Regions from separate parts of the Danio rerio genome. Here region 1 is linked to region 2. The links are chromatin contacts, called in public Micro-C maps. All regions are on one chromosome and are shown on one strand. The core of a region is the stretch at or near the end of the contact, and the rest is flanking DNA. Distances in the headings are between cores, read along the strand shown.

Region 1 (5,219 bases), core at 2,635-5,134, 230 kb after region 2:
AGAGAGACAGACAGAAAGACAGACAGGCAGACAGATGATTGAATGAATGAAGGGATTGGCAGATGGACAAACGGAGGGATGTACAGACGGAGGCAGACAGAAAGACAGATGGGCTGACAAGACAGACGGACAGATGGGCAGATGAATAAATGGAGGCATGAACATACAGAGGCAGACAGACACAGATATACAGATAGACAGACAGACATACAGATAGACAGACAGACATACAGATAGATAGACAGAAAGGCGGATGAACGGAGGGGTGGACAGATAAACAGATAGACAGACAAACACAGACATACAGAAAGAAAGAAAGACAGACAGACAGACAGACAGACACAGACATACAGAAAGACAGACCCAGACATACAGAAAGACAGACAGACAGACAGACAGACAGACACAGACATACAGAAAGACAGACACAGACATACAGAAAGACAGACAGACAGACAGACACAGACATACAGAAAGACAGACAGATAGGTAATTCAAAGGGTTAAACTAGAACATCTCTAGTGAGATGTTCAGATATCACAACAATTTAAAAAGTCTCTTATTTTCAGTGGCTCAAATGTAACTTAACAAATAAATATAAACAGAAATAAAGATTTTTTTATATATTTAGTTGCAAAGTCTAGAAACCATTGGTAAAAAGTGTATATACAAATCTAAAAAAATTTGCCCAAAATTACAAACTACTGCAATACAAATGGCTCCAACAAATCTACTTTATCACGGTTAAACTGCATAAATTCAATCCAAATAATCCTGAGAGTTTTTTGAAATGCAAAGTAGTGGGTTTCCTTTGTCATTGTATTTTGGAGTGTATTGAGATTCAAAGGTTTTGAAAGGACTGCTAAATTATAAGTGTGAATGCGCCTTTAGTTGTTAAATTGTTTGTTTATATCACATAAACTTTGTGGTGAATACAAGCACAAACTATTTTAGTTTGCTCCAGGCTATTTTTGTTATTACTTTACAATGGAAAGAGACTTGAAAGAATCAATGGATTAAAGAAATGACCGGCCCTGCTTTAGTTAAAGGGAAAGTACAAGATTTTTATTAAATATGGACCCCCTTTTCTATTGTAGTAATCAAGTGGAACAGACAGCATTGGATATTTAAAATGTCAAACCTTATCTGTTAAATTATGCACTTGTATTCCAGCAGAACAATTATTTAATGAACAAATAACTAATTAGTGACCTTGGTCAAGAATCAGTATGCAAAATTGAAAGCTGTGTGAACTGGGCTGAACGATATATCACTTGAGGATCAATATCTCAATGTGTGTGTTTGCAAAAGTTACAGGATTAGATTATTTACAATATACAATTATTTGTACAATAATTATCAAGTTATTATATGTTTAATCATGTGTGAATGAGAGTGTATGGGTGTTTCCCAGTGATGGGTTGCAGCTGGAAGGGCATCCGCTGTGTAAAACATAAGTTGGTGCTTTATTCCACTGTGGTGACCCCTGATTAATACTGGGACTAAGCTGAAAAGAAAATGAATGAATGTTAAATTTTTATATTTGAATACTGTTAGGCCAAATTACCATATTTGTCCTCTGTTCTATTTATATATTATATAAATTATATATTCATATTTTAACTTTATCCTCTGTTCTATTTGAATATTATAGATCTCAAGCTCAATTCCTGGAGGGCCGCAGCTCTACACAGTTTTGCTCCAACCCTAATCAAACATAGCTGATGCAACTAATCAAGATGTTCAACACAGATACTATTCACCTTATTCTAAAATGCGGAAGTACGCCTGTTTTCGTGATTGTTTCAGAACTTCCGATTCAGTCGCCTATGGAAAAAATGACTAGGAATAATAAACGGCAGAAAATGGTCAAACTACTTACTCTGCAAACAAATGTTTGCATGACTATACAGACCAAGTAGAATAATGTAATAAGAAAATATCAGTTAGCAACATCAAAAAGTGAAACGAGCAGTTTTTAATGTCTAAAAATGAATGGAAGTGAATGAAACTGGAAGTCTCGAGCCAAAAAGATTCAAATGGCTGCGCCCGCTCGTCGGCAAAGAATAAGGTGAATTAAGCAGGTGTGAGTTGAAAAAGCTAAATATTACAATTTTAAGTAGTAATTTAATAGTAATAGTGACTTAGTGACAGTTAAAGCGAGTACGTCTCTAAGTGGTTCTATCACTATGTTTAATCCTTTCTGCGCAAGACTGCATGGTATAGTTCAGGGGTGTCCAAACTCAATCCTGGAGGGTTGGTGTCCTGCTGAGTTTAGATCCAACTTGCTTAAACACAGCTGCCAGGAAGTTTCCAGTAAATCTACCAAGAGCTTGATTAGCTAGTTTAGGTGTGTTTGATTAGGGTTGGAGCTAAACTCTCCAGGGCACCGGCCCTCCAGAACCGAGTTTGGACACCCCTGGTATAGATAATGCCACACACACTGTAAAGTGTTTTATATTGGTAGTTCATTTTGAAATAAAATTAGCTAAATGTTTGTTAAGATTTACACTTTTTGCTGGAGGAGACAGCTGTGCTGATGAGGTGAACGCCGTAAAAACCCCACTGCAGGTGGTGTTTATTAAAAAATTATAAACAAAAGACGAGGATTTCCCAGAGATGGGTTGCGGCTGGAAGGGCATCCGCTGCATAAAAACTTGCTGGATAAGTTGGCGGTTCATTTCGCTATGGCGACCCCAGATTAATAAAGGGACTAAGCCGACAAGAATATGATGATGATGATGAAAGACGAGGAGGAGCCAAATTCAGCTGCCATTTTCTTAGCAAATTTAAAAAGGACTGAGGTGATAATTTAATGTACAATTTATGAGCTAACCGCAAAAGTTTTAGGGGGGTTGAGTAGAAATATAAGGGGCTACAGCCCCCCTAAAATAGGCCTAGCAACGCCCATGGTTGGAGCAAAAACAATGCAGAGCCGCGGCTCTCCAGGAATGGAGTTTGAGACCATTGTTATATATGCTTAATTTATTCGATTTTATGCAGATGTAAGGCAAAGAAAAAGACTTCATCACCCTAGTCGATCTGAATTATTGAGATACAATTGAGATAAATTTTAATCTTTTAAAATGGAGCTCATCAAGCCATCTGGTGAAATTGTATTCATTGATTAATTTTTTCTTTCAGCTTAGTTCCTTTTTTAATCTGAGGTCGCCACAGCGGAATGAACTTATCCAGAATATGTTTTACGCAGCGGATGCCCTTCCAGCTGCAACCCATAACTGGGAAATATCCATACACTCTCTTTCACACACATACACTATAGCCAGTTTAGCTTGTTCAATTCACCTACACCGCATGTCTTTGGACTTGTGGGGGAAACTGAAGCACCTGGAGGAAACCTACGTGAACATGTGAAGAACATGCTAACTCCACTTAGAAATGCCAACTCACTCAGCCAAGGCTTGAACCAGCAACCTTCTTGCTGTGAGGCGTTTGTGCTACCCACTGCACCACCATGATGCCCGCCAATGAATTTATTTTGTATTTAAAAAATCTGTTACTGTGTTTATAACATTACATTCAATTTGAATTGCTTTTAGTTTGCATTCATAACCTCAAATACGCATGTGAATAACTTGAAGTCAATCCGAGTCCTTTCATATAGGCCTATAAACATTGAATTATATATACTTTTTTGTTTTTTTTTTAGATAGTAAGTTAGGCATATTATATTTAAAAAAATTAAACCGTCATGATGTTCCTTGTTTTAAACATAAACTGTACAACACATGTTTGACCAGACTGATTCGACCTGGAGGAAGCACGTCATTTCAGGGCGGAAGTGTCATCTGACGTGGCATGTTTGAGGGGCGGAAACGCTTGTTTGTGTTTTGGTTCTAAAGGGGAAGTTGCGAGAGAAAAGAAAGGAGGAGACTTGATCGGGGTTGGTAAAATTCCCTCTAACCGACCCCAATAATAAGGAAGACCTCTCAAAAATTTAATTACCCCGTCGTCGGAAATCAGTTCAAGCAACCTGTCGGCTGTCATTCAGGTAAAAAGACACCGAATACCTCCGCTCAATGCGCCGTTTACTGCTTTGGCGTATCCCTCAAGCTAGGTAGCCACTTTAGCTTGCTAGATGTCGACAAAATGTTACAGGCCCCTTGTCCTTAGTCTGACTTCTTAAGTCATCAGATCGGTTCTTTTCAGCCAAGTATATGCTTTATACGTAATATTTTTTTCTTAAAAGCTTGAATATATAGTCATCCTGCGTTGTTTGCTTAGCTGAAGCTTATGTCGAAATGCAGTTTGGCTCCAAACAGGGTGGGAATGCTGGAGTGAAAGTTGCTTATCGCTGTATTATATTCTCGTTATTAACTAATTCTTCTAGATTTATGGCCGATTACTGGAGTTCAACAGATTTGGCATCTGACCTGATGTGGGCTGTCTTTGCAAGGAACAAGACAGCTTGTTCCTTGGCTTGAAGCTTAGGGCTGTATTGAAAAACAGAGAGATTGTTTAAGTTGGGCGATTTAAAGTCTAATGTCGACTTGCTTTTTTTTTTACTTGAGGAAGCGATGTGATAAAACGGGTTTATTTTGAGTGGATGATTCATGGTCAGAATGACTGTGTCAACCTTCAACACAGAAATCACAGGTTTGTTTGTGTTAGGTCTGTCATTAAAATGACACTACAATCCTTCCAGAAGAAGCTGATTAAATTCTTACAGAGAAGATATGATTTTTGCAGTGTCATGCAAAAACTTCATCCAAACACTGTACTTTTTTCTTTCACTTTTGAGGTTTGTATGTTAGCAAGTAGCAATATTGTACTGGGAAAGTGTGAAACAACAAATGTGGTTGTTAAATCCGCTGCTATATATGTAACGTTAACAGCAAATCTACGCTGTTAAAACTGTATGATCATTCAGTCATGGCAACATATGTTTTTAAGTCAATTTAATGAATTTTAAGTTAAAAATATGCACAAAATTAGTTTAATTCAACTTAAAAATTTAGGGCAACCATGTAATTTTATTTAAAGTATGAATATACAACATTTTGACATGGTTTGGTTATCTTAAACCAGAAACGACAGGCCTGCTTCTCAAGGAATTAGTTTATGTCCTGTTATGCAGATAGAGATCCTGTTGTTAATCTGATGTCAGTGTGAAAGCAGATCTCGGTGTCTCTTATAGAAAGTTCAGCTTGTGATGCTGCAAACCCACATGGGCATTCTGTTTTTATGCTCTCCTATTT
Region 2 (4,787 bases), core at 608-3,107:
AAAGCATAAAATGTAAGATAATATAATGCCGGTTGTAGTTTTTTTCATAGTCGCAGTCTATTCCGTCCCTATCCTTTAGGCTTAAATATTCAACTGGAATTGAGTGTGAATTATTCATCAGTGTGTGTGTGTGTGTGTGTGTGTGTGTGTGTACCTGTAGCCAGAGCCGCTGCGGTGTGTGTGTATCCCAGCTCTTGCAATGCAGCTTCTGTAATCTGGCTGAACAGCAGGTCTTTCTTCAGCAGCACAAATTCTGCATGCTCCGACCGCTTCCCTTCGGATGGTGGGACATCGCTTTGTTCCACCATGCAGAATACTGGAAGTAAACTACCTGCGTTGAAAGAAAGAGGAACTATATTACTCAGAAAAATGGGATGAACTGATATGGTATACTACATTTATGGCCATTAATGAATACCTTTCCTCCTGTTAGTGTGTGATGTCTGTTTGGAGCTAACAGGTGTGACTCCAGGTACAGGCAGATCTCTACAATTCTCCATACGAGCCATTTTACAGGGAGGATAAGAGGGTTCACACAGGGCCGGCCCCTGGGTGCTACTAGTGGTCGCCAAATGGTCCATCACTGTTTTAAATCTTGGATTTCACCAACCTTTAGAATAGAAAATGATGTATAAATTATTTATAGTCACACATACACATTATTTATGTATATGAAAATTATTTCATTTATTTTTTAGTTATTTAATTTAATTTATATGAAGCTGCTTTGACACAATCGACATTGTAAAAGTGCTATACAAATAAAGCTGAAATGAAATGAAAATATGAACACTTCAGATACAAACGTCTGATTGTTGTTTTTATTTTTATTAGGCATCTTTATTAGAACCTTATGTTTAGGTTCAGTTCAGTTTTAACAACAGTGAAAATGTTAATAGTCAATTTAAGAAAAATTACTGAACATAAAACATAGGAGCCTCATAAAAATTCTAATTTAAAAGAAAACATGTCAGATGGACCAAGAGGATTTGCATCTACACTCTATAAATAATTCATATACATTTGTTGTCTCAGCTGTTACAACCCTATTATTCTTAAATATTACATTATTATTAATACATAATAAATATTAAACACAAGTACATTCTTATAAAAGGAAAACAAAATCATACGGAGTAACACGTTTTGCATCTAAGTACATACAGTATGTATTAGCCTAAATATGTAATTCTTCATAATATTTTTAATCTCAGCTCTGACAAACCTACCTATTATTCCTACATCGTAAATTATGCTATGTAACGTTATTATTCACATATGCAAACATATTATGCATATGCATTCATCTTCATTTATATAAAACACAATAATTGTGAAATATAATTGTGTCTATGTGCAGTTTCGTATGGTTTAAAATACTCAGACTGATCTACTGTCTGGTTCTAAGATTTGTCTACTTTTATTATCTGTTAATGCAGCTTGTCTCCCAAGCGAAGACTGTTTAACAAGCTTGGAGACCATCTTAAACCAGCTGCGACCAGCAAACCATCTTAGGCTGGTTTAAGACGGGTTTTTTTCCAGCCGTGAAGCGCTGCTACAGGTGATGTATAGCCTAAATACCCCACCTATGTCTTTCTTCTTCATCTGTCGGGTTATTATACTTACTTAAGCGACTGCAGTACTGTTTTTACCGGTGGTTTATAATCCTTCAGACGGGTATCCTAACATGCCGACAGACCGAGCGCTCGTCCCAGGATCGCTCACTAACAAAAACACTGGCTCCAGAATCAATGCGCGCGTCCGGTGAAAAGACACTCGAAAACGGCTTTTATCTTCTGAGGAAAGGTCTTTGTTCTTAGCAAATGATAAAATCATACACATTTAAATCCTCAAAAATAGGGTAAACGCGAGGAAAAACGGCTCGTATAATATTTTGTGCGAACAGAGATCCGTAATTAAATCTCTAGGCGGCCCCACAAAGCATCATCAACGTGATGTCACCGAGTGCAGACCAATCTGCTTCTAGCGGAAGTGCCTTCTGTCAGAATACATGACTATTATAGTATGGCAGGCTGTTTAAACATTTAATAATTAAAACAGCAAGCTTTGTTTGATCTATTGGCTGGTCGAAACGCCTAAGTTATGAAATCTGATTGTAGATATCTATAAAGCACCATTCTTTCTATCTGAGTCAATGAAAATGTATTGCTTTAGCCAAAAAGAAGTAATTTTTATTATTATTATTTTTTTTTTACATTTGTGGCCATATAGACAGCCAACTAGAAATTAATTTGTAATTAATATTAATACGCCTTTTTATTTTTTGCAATCGTAAAGTATTTAAAGGGACAGCTCACCAAATATTTTCAATTTTGTCATCATTTAGTTACTCACCCTTCCCTTGTCACAAACCTGTTTGAGATTAACACAAAAGAAAATATATTTTAAAATGTTGGAAAACGGTAAAAAATTGACATTCATGGTTTTTGTTTTTCCTATTATGGAATTTATTATTGGGTGACATCATGCAGATTAGGACATCAGATAAAATGGACCATTTATGGTTCTTATTTCTTTAAAAATTTTAACAATTCAGTTCATGTTTATTGATATAGCGCTTTTACAATGTAGATTGTGTCAAAGCAGCTTAACATAGAAGTTCTAGTAAAATGAAACAGTGTCAGTCCAGTTTTCAGAGTTGAAGTTCAGTTCAGTTCAGTGTGGTTTAATTTTCACTAAAGAGCAAATCCATTGATGCGCAGCACCACAAGTCTCAAACCAAGCAATCCAGTGGCGAAAGTGACGAGGAACAAACTTCACCAATTGACAAAAGTGAAGGGAAAAAACCTAGAGAGAAACCAGGCGCAGTTGGGCACGAACATTTCTCCTCTGGCCAAGATAGCCTACTTGTGCAGAGCTGCAGTCTAGGCACCGGAGGCTGGAGAGTTTATTTCACAATTATAGTGTTTTGTCCATCGTGGAGAAGCTGCAGGTGTGAGACACTGACAGGTGATCAAGCTGGCTCATGGGATCAATTCGAAGACTCGTCTGTCACTGGGGTCTTTCAGGAATCAGTCTCATGCTCTCCCCTGCTCTATGACCGCCACAGGATCTGCTCAGGGTACGACCTGGTCCAGGATTATGAGTACTTTGGCATCATCTTTTCACTAATCTTTGATCAAATCAATAGCACTGCACAATGACAATAACAGCCAATAACTGCAAAGAATTTCAAACTGTTGGCGTAACAGTACTTGACATTTAGTTAATGGATTTATTGGTCTGAGGTTACTAACGGGGGTGGGGGGGTGGTGGTGGGGGGGGGATGGTGTGGGGTGGCAATGCCTCATTCTGAGACCACTCCATAGACAAAGTGAGTGGCCTGGTATCCAATATTACTTGTCAGTGATGATAAATCAATATAAATGTACATTAGGAAATAATAATTTATATTCCATGTCTTGATGGCCTCTCTGAAATAAAATGTTGATTTTATGAAATAATCTAGTTTTTCTAACCATTTCTAGTTACTGGCACAATTTACCTGAATGTGTTAGGATAAAATGAGCAGTCTGATTGGCCCGTTTTTGCTGATCACCAGGCCCATTTCACATCTCAAAAAATCAGCTGACAGATAATGTGTCAAAACCGATTGCAAGCCACCTCCATCAAAAAGAACGTACATGTGAACGGCCCCCAAAAATGTCTTAAATGTTTTGTTTTTTGAAGTTGTTACAATCGATTAACAAAAAAAAATAAATAAATAATAATAATAAAAAAGTGGCCCAGTTTGCCTGATGTCACACTACTGGTTAAACATTCCTCAAAATATATGCTAAAGTTTGGAACATGGGGGTGATTTAACTGCAAGTACATTTTAATCTTTTATTTAAACAACATTTTTAACAAGGACCTGAAATAAAAATATTAATCATGTCGCTCCAGTTATTCAATCATCTTCAATTACAAAAACATAGCCATACAAAAGGTGAATGAAACAAATTGACAGCTAAGAAGAATATGCGTCAAACTTTAAATTACAATTAGCTAGAAACACATTTCAAATGTCTGATACTTTCGAGTGGGCAGAGCTAAATACCTCTGGTGTGCTATTCTCCCTGCTGCTCTCTGATCGGTGGAATTTACTGTACAGCATCATGTGTAATGTATTTTTCAACAATTATAATAAAAAATGTAAAAATCAGCAAGTTAAAATCCCGGAAACAAATTCCATTCAACGTTTAATTATGTTAAAAGCATTGTTTAAAGTTGTAAAACTTCTAAATATACTGTATTCCACAATGTTGCATGCATAATCATTAGACAATTCTTTTAGAAGCATCTCAAAATTGTATGCATGTCCTGGTATTTTGATTGAATCTACTCTTTCTTTGATTGAGTCATATCACAAGGATCTATTAAAGTGTAAAAAAAATAGGTAATATGTGAATAAAAGCTGTGAGTAACGGATGAGAGACAGTACAATAATTGTTTCAGTTGACAAAAACAGTTAATCAGCCTCATCAGTGATCTCTGTGATTAACGCTTCTCGTCACCTGTGCACATGACAGTCACCCTGCGTGGCAATCATTCTTTTCCGTAAGCTCAATCATAGCGAACGGAGCTTCATTTGCGTCTTTGTTTGCATGAGCTTGTATATTTATTTACAACCAAATTAAGCTTTCAATAAATGGGTCAATGATGAGACACCTCATTTTTGTGTATGTATCAAATTAAATTATTCATCATTAAAAATTGTTTCAAATTCGTTTTATGAAATCAAAATATAAATTATAGACAGTGTTGGGTAAAAAAAGTAATGTATT

Evidence for each region. Hi-C and Micro-C count contacts between places; a contact is called where the count stands out from the background.
Region 1: a Micro-C map of caudal fin shows a contact between it and region 2, with 12 times the contacts expected there. The contact joins the promoter of rab5aa here to the promoter of satb1a in region 2. A contact is called at or near these places in 5 of 18 Hi-C or Micro-C datasets (caudal fin, embryo, hematopoietic stem cells and 1 more) and 2 of 4 datasets of contacts at active chromatin or transcription factors (caudal fin and embryo).

The regions. Positions count from the first base shown.
Region 1 is chr19:23,104,685-23,109,903 of GRCz12tu, forward strand. rab5aa (RAB5A, member RAS oncogene family, a) reads left to right here and starts at 3,885. Exons shown (of 6, transcript NM_201485.1): 1 at 3,885-4,012.
Region 2 is chr19:22,880,328-22,885,114 of GRCz12tu, forward strand. satb1a (SATB homeobox 1a) reads right to left here and starts at 1,858. Exons shown (of 11, transcript NM_001080162.1): 1 at 1,627-1,858; 2 at 419-610; 3 at 155-331. The coding sequence starts at 581.